5 separate regions of the Mus musculus genome follow, and regions 1, 3, 4 and 5 are each linked to region 2. Evidence: chromatin contacts called from public Micro-C and promoter capture Hi-C data. All regions are on one chromosome and are shown on one strand. Each heading gives the region's core, a stretch centred on a gene start, on an enhancer-like site or on the middle of the called end of the contact. The rest is flanking DNA. Distances are from core to core; before and after follow the strand shown.

What was found. Promoter capture Hi-C pulls out the DNA fragments that hold promoters and counts their contacts. Hi-C and Micro-C count contacts between places; a contact is called where the count stands out from the background.
Region 1: a Micro-C map of embryonic stem cells shows a contact between it and region 2, with 2.2 times the contacts expected there. The contact joins the promoter of Prkcd here to the promoter of Nek4 in region 2. A contact is called at or near these places in 8 of 39 promoter capture datasets (the 3T3-L1 cell line, 3T3-L1-derived adipocytes, embryonic stem cells and 4 more), 1 of 484 Hi-C or Micro-C datasets (embryonic stem cells), 2 of 115 datasets of contacts at active chromatin or transcription factors (bone marrow-derived dendritic cells and stem cell-derived neural progenitor cells) and 1 of 9 other capture datasets (liver).
Region 3: a Micro-C map of embryonic stem cells shows a contact between it and region 2, with 3 times the contacts expected there. The contact joins the promoter of Bap1 here to the promoter of Nek4 in region 2. A contact is called at or near these places in 2 of 39 promoter capture datasets (liver and stem cell-derived epiblast-like cells), 2 of 484 Hi-C or Micro-C datasets (both in embryonic stem cells), 2 of 115 datasets of contacts at active chromatin or transcription factors (the SCID.adh cell line and memory CD8 T cells) and 3 of 9 other capture datasets (adipose tissue, liver and macrophages).
Region 4: a promoter capture Hi-C map of hematopoietic stem and progenitor cells shows a contact between it and region 2, with 2.5 times the contacts expected there. The contact joins the promoter of Dnah1 here to the promoter of Nek4 in region 2. A contact is called at or near these places in 4 of 39 promoter capture datasets (cranial neural crest, hematopoietic stem and progenitor cells, liver and 1 more), 1 of 115 datasets of contacts at active chromatin or transcription factors (microglia) and 2 of 9 other capture datasets (adipose tissue and liver).
Region 5: a promoter capture Hi-C map of liver shows a contact between it and region 2, with 3 times the contacts expected there. The contact joins the promoter of Sh3bp5 here to the promoter of Nek4 in region 2.

Annotation. Positions count from the first base shown.
Region 1 is chr14:30,624,822-30,627,521 of GRCm38.p6, reverse strand. It overlaps Prkcd (protein kinase C, delta), which reads left to right and starts at 1,314. Exons shown (of 18, transcript NM_011103.3): 1 at 1,314-1,542.
Region 2 is chr14:30,950,027-30,952,726 of GRCm38.p6, reverse strand. Nek4 (NIMA (never in mitosis gene a)-related expressed kinase 4) reads right to left here and starts at 1,350. Exons shown (of 15, transcript NM_011849.3): 1 at 1,009-1,350. The coding sequence starts at 1,101. Gm41121 (a long non-coding RNA gene) reads left to right here and starts at 1,293. Exons shown (of 2, transcript XR_874490.3): 1 at 1,293-1,525; 2 at 1,640-2,295.
Region 3 is chr14:31,250,079-31,252,778 of GRCm38.p6, reverse strand. Bap1 (Brca1 associated protein 1) reads right to left here and starts at 1,290. Exons shown (of 17, transcript NM_027088.2): 1 at 1,125-1,290; 2 at 1,000-1,029; 3 at 825-879. The coding sequence starts at 1,161. Phf7 (PHD finger protein 7) reads left to right here and starts at 1,464. Exons shown (of 11, transcript NM_027949.2): 1 at 1,464-2,074.
Region 4 is chr14:31,322,582-31,325,281 of GRCm38.p6, reverse strand. It overlaps Dnah1 (dynein, axonemal, heavy chain 1), which reads left to right and starts at 1,386. Exons shown (of 78, transcript NM_001033668.1): 1 at 1,386-1,419.
Region 5 is chr14:31,434,666-31,437,365 of GRCm38.p6, reverse strand. Sh3bp5 (SH3-domain binding protein 5 (BTK-associated)) reads left to right here and starts at 1,266. Exons shown (of 9, transcript NM_011894.3): 1 at 1,266-1,555. The coding sequence starts at 1,409. It overlaps Gm35907 (a long non-coding RNA gene), which reads right to left and starts at 2,132. Exons shown (of 4, transcript XR_383329.4): 1 at 2,048-2,132.

The DNA.
Region 1 (2,700 bases), core at 65-2,564, 330 kb after region 2:
CCCTGGAAGTTTCAAGCCTCCACGGGTGGGGCAGCACTTCTCTTTTTATTTTTTTTATTTTTTTATTTATTATATGTAAGTACACTGTAGCTGTCCTCAGACACTCCAGAAGAGGGAGTCAGATCTCGTTAAGGATGGTTGTGAGCCACCATGTGGTTGCTGGGATTTGAACTCCTGACCTTCGGAAGAGCAGTCGGGTGCTCTTACCCACTGAGCCATCTCACCAGCCCCTGCAGCAGCACTTCTCTTGATCTCAGTCGGCAAAGAGCTGTCTAGACTTCTATTCCTTCTAGGTAGTTTTCCAGAAGGAACTTAGGTATCTTGGGCTATTAGAACCCTCTTGTATCCTCCCAGGAAGAGTTCTCGTTTGTTTGGTTTTGTTGAGACAAGGTCTCTCATGAACAGGCTGGCGTCCACACTCTATTCTCCTGCTTTCTCCCCCTGAGCACTGGAGTATTATTCTGAGCCTCCATCTGTGGTTTACTCTGTGGTGGGGGTCAAACACAGCGCTCTCTGCGTGCTAGAAAAAACGATCATCTGCCCAGCCCAGGAAGTCATTTCTTTGGGTAAGTATAATGTAACAGCTTAGTGTTCTGGGCTTTGGGGACAGAAAAATGGAGTCCCTGGCTCCCATTTGGTGCTCAGACTTTGGGCCCAGGGGACCCTTAATGAGTGAATGAGTTACAGCTGACAATCAAATCCCTCTTATGAGCTTGACTGAGCAAGGGGAGCTCTGAACCGTGGGCTCAGGAAAGACAGTGAGATGGGGGCAGAGGCAATTCCCACAATTGTCTGAGGAGCAGTGCTGAGACAAACTGGCTAGAACCTCTCGCCCTGGAGACCTCCCAGCTCCTTCTCTCGGGCAGGACTGGAACCGGCAGGCCTGGCGGCGTGGCTCTGCTCAAGCCAGCAGGAAGAGGAATGAGGCCAGGCAAGGCGGGCCAGCTGGCCAGTGGGGAGTCCCGGGTGTGGGCGCAAGTAGTTGGGGAAGCCCCGTCGGTGCCTCCTGGGCTCCATTGTGTGTGCAGTGCTCAACCCCACCCCCCAACTTGGCCTCGGAGTCCTCCTCTATAAATTAGTCCCCTGAGATGGGATGGCCTGCGTGCCACTGGCAGGCGAGGCGCCACAAGAGCCAGAGACGGCTAACAGATCTGGGGACCCAAGGACTTGCAACTCAAAGAGGCTGAGACGCGCTGGACCCCCAGCTCACGTGGGCGGAGCTTCGAAGGGGCGGGCGCCCGTGGGGCGGGTCCTGAGTGGGGGCGGGACCGGGGCCGGCACCTGGGTGAGGTCGCGCAGCCCCTCCCCTTTGCACTTCCGTGTGCCGCGGCGCCAGAGCAGGAGGCGGCGGCCGCGGGGATCCCGCGAGCGGCCCGTGGACATCTACCCTTCGAGCCGGGACCCGGGAGGTCCCCACTGGCCTCCGGACCCGTCCGGATCAGACTTGTGCCTACCTCCCCGTCCACGCGCATCCGGGAGAGCCGCGCCACGAGACGGACCCCGGCTCGCCGGGACCCCTGGCGCCTGGCCCTGCGTCGGGAGGTGAGTGAGAGCTGGGCCCGGGCGCGGGGTCCGAGTTAACTCGAGGGCGCAGCGGCCTTTCTCCCCCTTTTCCTCGCCCGTAGTCTCCATTCCCCGCTTTCTTCTCTGGCTCCTGGTTCTGAAACTGAGAAACTGAGCCAGGAGCAGCCAAAGTCCCGCCGAGCACGGAGACCCGCCGGTGCCTCCATACCCTGGTCGGTCTGACCCTCTCTTCGACGGCTGGAGCCCAGGCCCGACTACTCCCAGCATCTTTAACCCCCTACTCCACCCCTGTGTGTCTTTATCCCCGCCGAGGGACCGTCCGATCTTCTCAAATCTCTCAGGGGACTCTGCACATTCGTCGGTCCCCACCCCCTCTTGCCTGGTCCTCTGCTCCCAGGCCAGGTCTGTTTGCCCCTCGCCGTCCGTGTACTCCGTCTCCCCACCCCCACCAGATCCGCCGTCCCCTCGACCCAGTCCTCCCAGAGCCGCACCCCCAGCCCACGCTCGCCTGCCCCTGCCAGTCCAGTCTCCGGTCCTTTTCACCACCGGGCGGAGGGCGGGCCGCCTGTCTCCCTAGCCTCCAGTGCTTGGGTCCCAGGCGGGCGGACTCTCACGGCGCCGCCTCCTTGCCCTATCTCTTCTTTCAGTCTCGGTGTCTTTCTTGGCTTTCCATCTGTCTCTGAGCTGGGCGTGGCTCCAGCCTCCACCATTCCCCTGTCCTCTCTGATCCCCCGTGTCCCTTCTCCGGGTGGTCTCTGCCTGGTGCTGTCAGTCTCTGTCCCACTGGAGAGACGCCACCCCCTCTGGGGGCCCAGTAAGGTGATGAGGACAGCAGTGACGGGAGTGCTCTGCCCTGCCGGCTGGCAGTGGAGAGGGAGCACCATCACAACTGCTCCCACTTCCCCAACTCTCTTATACAGGGGAGGGGAGAGAAGGGAGCCTCACTCAGCACCCCACTCAAACCTGGAGGACTTAGACTGAGTGGGGGAGATCCCTTTTTCCTTTGGCCGCTACCCTGGGCCCTCGGAGGAGTCTGGCTTCTGTTGCTGTAGTATCTGTGTCTGGACTTGTGAGTATAGTGTGTATCTTGTCTCTTTGTGTATTATTTGTCATAGTGGGACTTCCCCTGTGAATGTGTCCTTTTTCACGTGTGACTTGCATATACTTCATGGCTGT
Region 2 (2,700 bases), core at 101-2,600:
AGGCAGAGAATCTAGCATATGACACAAGGAGTGGGTCCTATACTTGAGGGGTGGCGGCTCTCTCAGCTTGTTGCTGCCACTGGCTTGGTAGAACTAAGAACTATGAAACATCGCTCATCAGTTTCATAATTGTGCCTGTTTGTGCACAACATTCTATGGCCACCCTGATAGCAAAGAATACTGAAGAACTGGTTCATTAGACTCTGGGTGATGGCATAAAGTAATTTACATAAAGGAGTAACATCAGATTTGAGTTTAAGAAAGATGTCTGCAAACCGGGCGGTGGTGGCGCATGTCTTTAATCCCAGCACTTGGGAGGCAGAGGCAGGCAGATTTCTGAGTTCGAGGCCAGCCTGGTCTACAAAGTGAGTTCCAGGACAGCCAGAACTATACAGAGTAACCCTGTCTCCAAACAAACAAACAAAAAGAAAGAAAGAAAGAAAGAAAGAAAGAAAGATGACTGCAGTAGAAGAGACAGGTTAGAGGGGAAAAAAAAGCAGGCAGCAGGAACTAGTTGGGGAGTGGGCATTTAGCCAGAAAGACTGGTGGCCTGTACTAGGGTGGAGATGCCGGTTTGACCTAGTGACAGGAATAGAACCAGCGTTGGGGACATTAAAGGTAATTGTTACCAGCTTAGGAAACTGCATGGCTGGTCAAGCTACTCACTGAAATAGGGTCCATGAGAAAGTGCTGGCGAGAAGATGCTGAGATGAGTTTTTAAGGAGTACAAACTACACAAGAGACAGGGCTTGCACGGTGGCCCTGAACTAGGCTTTGGGAACACATGGCCCCTGTTCTCAAGAAAATTTCAGGTGACAGGAGGTTTGCAGATAAAGAAAACTAATACCGAAGAATAGACAAAATCCGGGGCTCCTATTATAGGGGAAGTTGAGAAGCTGACCTCTTATCTGAGAAGAGTCCCTGCCCATCACTCCGGGCCTGTACATTTGAGGATGCCCTAGACGTATCCCTTCCCTCATCGCCCCGGCCAGGTCCCAAGTCCCCGACCTGCTTGCCGTCTCGCCGATGCTTCACGAGCGTCACCTCCCCGTAACTACCCCTGCCCACGACCCGCATGTAGCAGTATGCGGCCTGGGGCATGTTCCCGAAGGAGGCCTACAGTCGGGAAGCTGTGGCAGCGGCGCGTAAGGCTGCGGGAGGCCCCGCTCATGCCAGACGGGAGGTGAAGTACTCCATAAACGCGGCCCACCGCGGGCAGGAGCTTCGAGGCCCGGCCCACCCGGACGCCGCTACCATAGCGATACTGGCGGGGTAGTCCTGCGCATGCTCAGAGTTGGAAGACGCGCCATAGAGTCGACCTAGCGGTGGCCAGAGCTGCTCCTCGTGCTTGGGGGAGGACCTACCATCGAGCCGTCGCGGAAGCGGCCAGAGCGGTTCGGCAGCCCCGGAGGACCTGCCATAGAGCTTCGCTCCTGGAAGGCCAGAGCGACTCCCGAGCCGCACTTCCTGCGTTTTGGTTCTACATTTGCTCATTGAATCCTTTCTGGTTCTAAGCGAGTTACGCGTATGGTTCATTCGTTCTACAAATATTAACCGGCTATGTGCTTGGCTCACATTCAGTTAAAAGAGTGGCCAACTCTAGGCTTCACCAATGATGTTTGCTCTATTTGTTTTGTAGCGTGTCAGTATTCGGCCTGCCGTTTTGGTGCATTTGGTGAAGACGTCAATACACTTCATCCCTCAAAGTTTCAGCCTGCTTTACTGAGACTGGCAAAGATCTCTCACAGAATGATTGCAAACCCACCATCCTGAAAGGCTTGCCAGAACTTCACATGCTGCTTCCACGGAGCACCAAGGCCCCCTTTTAACGCCTGTCTGTGAATGCACAAGGCTGCGAAAAGAGCTACCTGCCTTGCCTGAAGAATTTACTTTTAAACAGGCGCACAGTTACTCATTATCCCTCTGTCCCGTTGAGATATATATGCATATGTCTTCTACAAGCCAGAAATGTTTTCCTCCAGGACAGAAAGCCCTTCCTTTGAAATGTAAATCATCAAAAAATTTTGGCGTCTGTTTCCCATTTTGTGTGGGAAGATATAATCCCATCTTCTATAATTGCCAACTAGTAAATTGTAATTGCTTTTACAATGACCAACTGTTATTATTTATTATTATTATTATGTTACTGTTGTTGAGATAAGATCTTCCTCTACAGCTCATCTTGCAATCCTACTCTTGTGTGTTGAGTTTACAGCCATGTAATAGTAACATGCTCCCAAACCTTTGTAATTTTTTTCATTTTTCTAAGGAATTCCGTTTCTCATTTCTCTATTTTCCTATTTTCCCTTCATTGTTTGTTGGTGCGTGTGTGAGTGTGCGTGTGTGTGTGTGTGTGTGTGTGTGTTTGTGTGCACGCGTGCGAGCGCGTGTCTTAGAAGAGGTCTCATGTCACCATGTAATCCAGGGTTTTAGAGATCGGCCTGGCTCCGCCTTGAGTGTAGAATTATAGGTGTGTGCCCCCATGCCCAGCCCTCATTCTCGTCTTAAAAGGCCCAGTTACCTCTGCACAGTTGAATGAAGCGCAACTTTCCCTGCTACTGTCAATAGTTACTACACAGCAGTCTGCCCCCTCTGCTCTAGCAAATGTTTGCTTTTGTTTATCTTTAGCAATATCACTAACTAGAATTCAATATTTATTTAAGGTTCCACTTTGTTTGGTTTTCTTTCTTCCTTCCTTCC
Region 3 (2,700 bases), core at 41-2,540, 300 kb before region 2:
AGGCAGTCAAGTATGAGCCTGAAGCTCTCAAACCCCACTCGGTCTATGAGGTCTAGGCAAGAGAAGAAGGAAATCTGGAACTGCTGGCCCAGGATGGAGCAAGGTAGGGACACAATAAAAGGCACAAAAACGTTGATGAAGAATTAAGTACCAACTCACTGGTGGACCTCGGCCTCCAGTCCTAGTAAAATGAGTATAGTGCGTGAACTCCCAAACCAGTTCCTTCCCTTGGAAGCAGTTAGGTTCTCTATGCCTCTATTCTATAGATTTCCAAAACAAGACTCTGAGTTTAGGTACCTAAAAAAGGCCTTCTCACACTAACCAATCAATACAGGACAACTGTGTTCAGTTTTGTTGACACATGGTCTCACTAAGTAGCGTAGGTTGGACTCAAACTCAGAGATCTGCCTGCCTCTGCCTCCCAAGCATTGGGACTAGAGGAGAGCGCCACTAATGGTCAGGACAAATGTTGTGTGGTGATTAAAGGCACAGCACATGTGGTGATGTAATTAATGGACTGTACACTTACAAAAAAGGTGCAACACTATGCAACGGAGGGTTCCGGCTGCAAAACCAGAAAGGCAGCTCAACTGTACTCCACGAGTGCTTAGGGTTAAAAGGAGGGCTACAGCTTTCTAAGGAGAAACACTGAGGAAAGACTGAGAAGAAAAGAAAAGTCCAAGAGGGCACCCACAAAGAGTGACACTTTCTTATGTGATATTTTATATAGCTCAGGTTTTCTAGTACTGCCTCCCTTGAATGGGGTACTATTCCCCTGCCCTTTCTCGGCCCTCCGGAGGTAAGGGGGCGTCCCAGCCACTCACCCCTGGCATTTACTCTGAAGGTCATAGATCTCCTCCACTTGCACCCCTTTGACACCTACGATCAGGAAAGGAGAGGTCGGCAGGGCAGTCCCAGGCTCTGCTGCGAGAACTCAAGGACCAACCCCCACATCCACACCAGCCAGGGACCGAAGGTCGTGGGTAACGGGGTTCTTACCGAAATCTTCCACCAGGAGGGTGAAGAGGCCTGGGTGGGACGACAAGAAGAGGGATTTGTCATGCAGGTGCGTCCGGGGCCCATCCGGCCTCCCCAGCCCCCGGCCCGCCGAGGCCCCTCCGTACCTGGGTCACTCTCCAGCTCCAGCCAGCCCTTATTCATCTTCCCGCGGAGCGGCCTCTCAGCGCCATGTCCAGGCCCTGCTAAACCCGCGCCGCCCCCAACCGGGAGCGCCCACCGCCCTTAGGGCTTCTCAGCCCCGCACAGACAACGGGCCGCGCCGCGTCACTCGCCCGCGCCGGACGTACAACGTCATCATCACACGACGAGCCTAACCCGGGGGCTGGTCTTCCGCCGGCCGAACGGCGGGGGCGGAGGCGGAGACAGAGGCGGGCATGCACGCGCGCGCGCGTCGAGGCGAGGGCGCGCACGTGCGGAGGGCGGGGCGGGCGCGCGGCCGTTAGCGGTCCTCGTTTTGGCCACAGTCCGCGTGACCCCATCCCCCCTCAGCACGCTCGCCTCCTTCGACGGCGCAGTCACCGCGCGGGGCGGCCGCCCGTGAAGTAGTTACCACGTCTTGTGTCAACGACTAAAGCTCCGGGACAGCGGCGCCCTCGGCGACAGCTGGGTGGGCAGCCTGGGCTGAAAGCGGTGGCCCGTAGCTTCCGTGAGAGCGAGCAGCGGAAGCAGCCTCCAGCCTGGCCTCGCCACAGCCGCCCGGCAAGGGAGCCCTGGCATGCGCGGAATGCTCCTTGAGCCCTCTTCTGACTGTTACCTTTGGGGGACGGTTGTGGCCACACTGACGTATTTTCCAAATAAATCGTTTATTCTTGCGGCGGCGGGACCGAACACGTTAATATATTTTTAATTTACCCAACACTTTTATCCAGTGATACAACTTGGTAAGCGTTTCGAGCGAGCATCCGCCGGGTTAGGAAATCGCGGACTGAGCAGCTTGCATTTGCCACGACCGTCCTCAACTGTTTTGAAGATTCCATCTTATAACTACCAGTGTGCACAGACTACTACTCAAGTAACGTCGTGTCCCAGCGATGCAAAGAACTGAAATCTCAAGGTTTATTTCTATTTTAACACAGTCGGGTTTAGCGCCAACATACTAGGAAGTAAAGTAGATCCCCGTGGGGACACGGAAAGGTTCCAACCCATCTCAGCCCATCCACGTTTAGTAAGAAAACAAACTGATGTTAGCTCTGCAACTGCATCTCCTGTGTTGGGAAAAGCTAGCGTGAAGTTTTGATGGCTTGTAAGCAGTTAGCAGTTAGAAAAGTCTGACATTCATGAAGAGATTCAGAATCGCCAGCCTTGACTTGAGGCTCTGGATACTGAAGTATAGTATATCTCTGGAGGGACCTAATTGACTGAGGTCTTTTAAGAAATGCTGTCCAAACCCGGCAGTGGTGGCGCACGCCTTTAATCCCAGCACTTGGGAGGCAGAGGCAGGCGGATTTCTGAGTTCGAGGCCAGCCTGGTCTTATAGTGAGTTCCAGGACAGTCAGGGCTACACAGAGAAACCCTGTATCGAAAAACAAAACAAAAAAAGAGATTTATTTTATGTATATGAGTACACTATAGCTGTCCTCAGATACACCATAAGAGGGCATCAGATGCCATTACAGGAGCCACCATGTGATTGCTAAGAATTGAACTCAGGACCTCTGGAAGAACAGTCAGTGCTCTTAA
Region 4 (2,700 bases), core at 137-2,636, 370 kb before region 2:
CTCTTGGTGTCTATACTTGTGTGCATATAATTTTTACTGAACCCACTCGAATGGAAACTTCAGCAGACACTTGATGTTGCTTTGAAATTTAGGCTGCATTAAGCCAAGGACATGGGGCTGAAGAGATGGCTCTGAGCTTCAGCTCTTGCTACTCTTGCAGAGGACTGGAGAAATTCAGGTTCCATCACACACATGGTGGCTCTTAACCGGCTGTAATTCCAGATCCAGGGGTTCTAGCGCCCTCTTCCGGCCTCCGCAGAATAGATACCACACGGTGCGCAAAACATACATGTACGCTATACATGTATACACTCATCATACACATAATATAAAAAGAAATAGATATTTTAAAATGACATTAAAAAAAAAACAAGGACAGGCCCCTATATACCACAATAACTACGATCACAAAAGAGGCCCGCAGATAGATCTATGCCAGTTCCTAGACAGCAAGGACAACATAGTGAGACAGGTCTGAAAAAACTGAAAACAAAATTACTCGGTTTTCAGGACCAGTCAGGGAACAACACGAACCTATGCCCAGTGTGGAGCAGATGCAGACATTAGACAGCTACTATCCGGGAGGGTGCAGCCACTGCCCAGCCACAGGAGGCAGATGCAACAGGAAGCTGGGACTGCGGGTGGGAGGGTGGCCGCTGAGCCTCCAGAGACCCAGAGCTAGTACTCTGTGGACACAGCGCTGTGACCCGTCTGTCTGCAGCTACAGTTTGAACACCAAGTTCCAACTCACAATCTCCTCACATCCTTACTGTGGGCGTTTAGTAGCTGGTTACTGTTGATGCCACGTTGTTGTTTGAGATGGGATCTCATATCCACAGCCAAGAATGACCTTGAAGTTCTGGTCTTCTTGCTTCTACCTCCCTACTGCTGGAATAACAGGTGTGCGCCACCAGACCGCAGACAGGCCAACCCTCTAACAAATGAGGAAATCTCCCGCCACAGTAGCTTTGTTTTGACATGGTTTCGGGGAGCCCAGGTCCTCAAATGTGCTATATATTCAAGGACACCTTGCCTCCACATGCTATGTGCTGAGGACTACAGGTTTGAGACACCACTCATGCCTTTAATTCACTATTTCCTTGCCCATTATTCAAAGTTGCCATGCTGCCTTTGACTCTTTTGTCTCTTACTGTTAGAGGACTCTAAAGGGGGAAGTGAGTAATGCAGTCTGAATTTGAGAATTAGACGCCCACCTACAGACCGGACCGGTGCAGCGTGATCTGCCTCTGCTTAAAGAACCAGACCTCTTGGGGGCGAGGGTGGGGTGAGCGGTCCTGGGGAAGTTGGTAGCCGGAAGCTTCTGCCCGCGGTGCCGAATGGTCCCGCCCCCTCGCAACGGACTCAGTGTCCTTCCCTAGAGACGGGAAGCACTGAAAACTTTGCTGTTTAGGGGAGCCGGTAGGTCCATGAGGAGGCGGGATGATCGGGTTGGGGAAAATTCATTAAGGTGTAGAAGTGAGTGGACACGGAGGAAGCACTCTTAAGATCACCATTCCCCCTCTCCCACATCCCCTACAGAGCCTTGTCGGGGTCGGGCTGTGGGAATAGTGTATAGGAGAAGGCACTTAAGGGCCTTGCTGTTAAGACCTAACAGCACAATGTTTGGGGCTCGGATCCTTCTATGCAGGGAGTGTGTGACTCAATGCCCCCCTTCTACCAGACACCCACCCATTCTCTCTCTTTATCTGAGTTGTTACAGAGATGGGCTTCATCCCTTCCTTTACAAACCCCATTCAATTATTTGTTGGTTCACATAGTCACTCAGCAAATGCATTGTGGGGACCTTCTGCGTTCCCCGTGGTAAGTACCCAGTTTCCAGAGAACAGTGTTACTTGAAAAGTCCTGTTCAGCAGGCAGGGAAGAACAAAGTACCATATAATTTCAGGCTGCGTTCAATGGTGCAAGAAGCTGTGGGCACAGAGCCAGTTTTCTCAGGTGACTACATCTGAAGGATGAAGGAAGCCCCAAGCTTGTAAGAGAAATGACCAACTCCTATGCTGCTTTCTGTGTAGTCTCAGCAGAGGTAGAGACTTCCAAAATCCTTTAAAGTTCACATTCGTTGCCAAATGAGAGCTTGCATTGTACCCTGAGATTTTCAAAGGGATGCAAGCGCGGGTACTTTTTGAGTCCGCAGATGGATAATTTGGAAGCCCTCCTGCTCAGGTCCTCCTTGGGCAGCTATTTTGCACACATCTCAGGGCTTCTCCATATACCTCTTTGGACCTGAGTGTCCTTGTTTGAACCGTTGAAGGTGGTAGTGATGGTGGTGGTGGTGATGATGGTGGTGATATTGATGATGGTGGTGGTGATGGTGGTGGTATTGATGTTGGTGGTGGTGATGGTGGTGGTAATGATGGTGGTGTTGATGATGATGGTGGTGGTGATGGCGGTGGTGGTAGTGCTGGTGGTGGTGGTAGTGCCTGTTATGAGGACCACACACCTCTGTGCTCCCCAACTCCCACACTCGTTCAGCCAAGTGGTTGAGCATGTGGGTGCCTCTTGTTGACTGTGAAGCATTGGCCAGGTCATAGGACCTTTTGAGGGTTTATCTTCTCGACTCTGAGAAATGAGAATAATCTCAATTTCCACATAGGTTTTAAATGGGATTGTGTTATGAAATGAGTCCACAAGCCCGACAACGCTGTTCCAAGTTCTGGACCTGCTGGGACCAAACCTGCC
Region 5 (2,700 bases), core at 17-2,516, 480 kb before region 2:
TAGGACAGCCAGGGCTACACAGAAAACTCTGTCTCCTCCCCATCCCACCAAGGAAGCCAAAATGGTGGTGTGTGTGTCTATAATCTCAGTGCTTCAGAACCAGAGGCAGTGTGACTATATATACAGTGTTAGCTGTATAGTGAGCTCTACAGGAGGAGTGCCTGATTAAAAATGCAGCACATGGGAGTCTACCTTTGGAAAATCAGAAGGTCGAGGCCAGTCTGAGCTGATAAGAGCTTGACACCAGCCTGGGCCGAGGTTGTTTCAAACAAACAAAATGAGTGAGTGGGAAGTCAGTAGACAGACCTAATACGGGAAACTGTTGGAAGGGAACACAGGGTCAGGCTTTTCCAGAGGGGAGATTGAAGCACGGGAGGCCTGTGGTACACGTGAGATTCTCTGGTACTGGCTTTGAAGAAGACTGACCAGTTGAGAAAGAGGACAGATACCCCTTTGCTTTGCTTCTGAGGTGGGGGAAAAGGCAGGATCACAGGCTCCGAGAACAACTCTCTCAAGCAAAGCTGTCCTCCAAACTCCCTCTACAAAGTATCCACTTTGCTCAGGGCATCTGACCAGGTAGTCCCTGACCTCACAGTGGCCCTAGCACCTGTAAACGTTCAGAGAAACCTGTCCACTGTTAGCCCTTTTGTGATGCCCAGTTGGCTAGGCAAGCTCTAGCTTGGTGATGTTGGGCAGAACCACATAGTTCCTACACTGGGCAAGCTTTGCCACGAGCAAGCAGGGCAATCTCTTTAAAAAGCCGCCCGATCCATAGATTTCCCCCCCCGCCCCCCCCAGCTCCATGGGCTCTTCGTGCATTCAGAATATCCAGGAAAGCCCTAAGAGCTCATGCCTTCGCTTGCCGAGCTTTGCCCAGCAGACTCCAGGCTATGATGTCCACTCGGTGGCTGGACCTGGCTAGCCATCCTCTGTCTGCTGTACAGACAAGATTAGGGTAGAGTTCCCTTTTCTGTGACTCCAAATAGACACAAAGGTAGCTTTGAAGAATGGAAATCACCCGAACTTTCCTTCTGTGCCTTGATCTGCTTCACTGGAGGCAGGAGGAAACTACCTTAAGGCGGCCCACGCTCGGGCTGGTGAGCCACTGGGCGGCACCTCTCCTAGTGGCCATGGCCGGGACTCCAGTGCACTGGGCTTTTTGTGACAGAGTGTCGGGTGACACAGGCTATCACGGCGGCCTGGGCAAAGTGGGTGCGGTGTACTGCGGGCCGCTGCAGACAGGGGGCAGCCGCGCCCACTTCCTCTGCCACTCCGCACTCGCCGGCGGAGCACCCGGGGTGGCAGCGCTGCGCGCTCAGACCTACCCGGCTGCGGCGAGGTGGCCCTCGGTGCGTCCGGATCCCACCGTGCGCTTTGCGACCCGGCTGCGGCGCGTTCGGCTGCCCGCATGGACACGGCGCTGAAACGGAGCCGCTCTGACGAGCCGGCGGAGCTCCCGCCGCCTGCCCGGGAGGTGGAGGAGAAAGAGGAGGAGGAAGAGAGGATGGAACAGGGCCTGGAGGAGGAGGAGGAAGAGGTGGACCCCCGGATCCAGGTAGGACGCGTGACAGGAGCCCACAGCCGCACCCCACCAGGGCTACCGTGGAAGTCGGCATCTAACGCAGACACATGCCTTACAGCCTCGCGTGTTCGCGGTCGCGGGGTGGGGGCTGCCTAAATTCAGGATCTTCACCAAGGGTTGGAACACCCCATTTCACGGTCTCCCTGCGGAAGGCTTCGGTGCCCGCGTGAACGCGGCCTGATTATTGCGGGGATCCCTGCAGACCCTCGGCCCAACCCGAGGGTCCCTACTACACGACCAGCTGTTCAGGCGGATTGCAACAAAGGAAAAAGGGGGCGGGGGCCCCGAGCGGAGTCGGGGTACCTCAGCGCCACGCTTGGAGCACTGCACAGCCTCGGGGCTGCAGCGCAGCGTTATCCCACCTGCGTGGATGCAGACATCGTGGTGGGCGAGCAGGGCAAGGTGGCTGTCGCTTGCCCCTGTAGTGTGGGCTGCACCGGTGTGGGGTGCCTCGTGAGCCCTCACCTGGCCTGGGCTGCCGTCCTCTTCATTGTCAACACATGGTGGGCGTCGTTGCCGTTGCCACCGTTGGCACTGTGTTGCACTTGGCCTGAGACTGTTTAAAACCCTCCTTTTCCTTGTGAGGTCAGTGTGAACGTCCACCAGGGACAGCTGCTGCGCAAAGCCGACGCGTGGAGGCAGGGAAAGCAGAGAATGCCTGGCTTTCTGTGCCTCCATTTCCAGGAGAGAGAGTTAAAAAACAATTTCCAGGAGTGACAGCTTAACCTCTTCACCTTCCTAAGCACAAAGCAAATTCCTTTTCATGACCCGTTTTGTACCCTTTCCATAAATCATTTTTTAAAAAATAGCTATTAAACATACTTTGCAATTTCTGGATCCATAATTGGTTTTAAGTGCACAGATAAAGAAAAAAAAAGAGCCTGCTTTAAATTCATCAGTTTGGCTTAAATTAATTATTTTGTCAAGTCAATACACTAAAGATCAGTAAGAAAACCTCCTCATTGGTTATTCTGTTAATTCGGGCCCTGGGCTTGGATTACAGAATCTTGTGGATTTGGTGTGGAATTTTGTTAGCAAGACCTTTGTTCACAGAGCAAAGATGAGCTGAACGAGGATGAGTTAACTCATGTTGGCTACTTACAAAATGTCAGACTGCA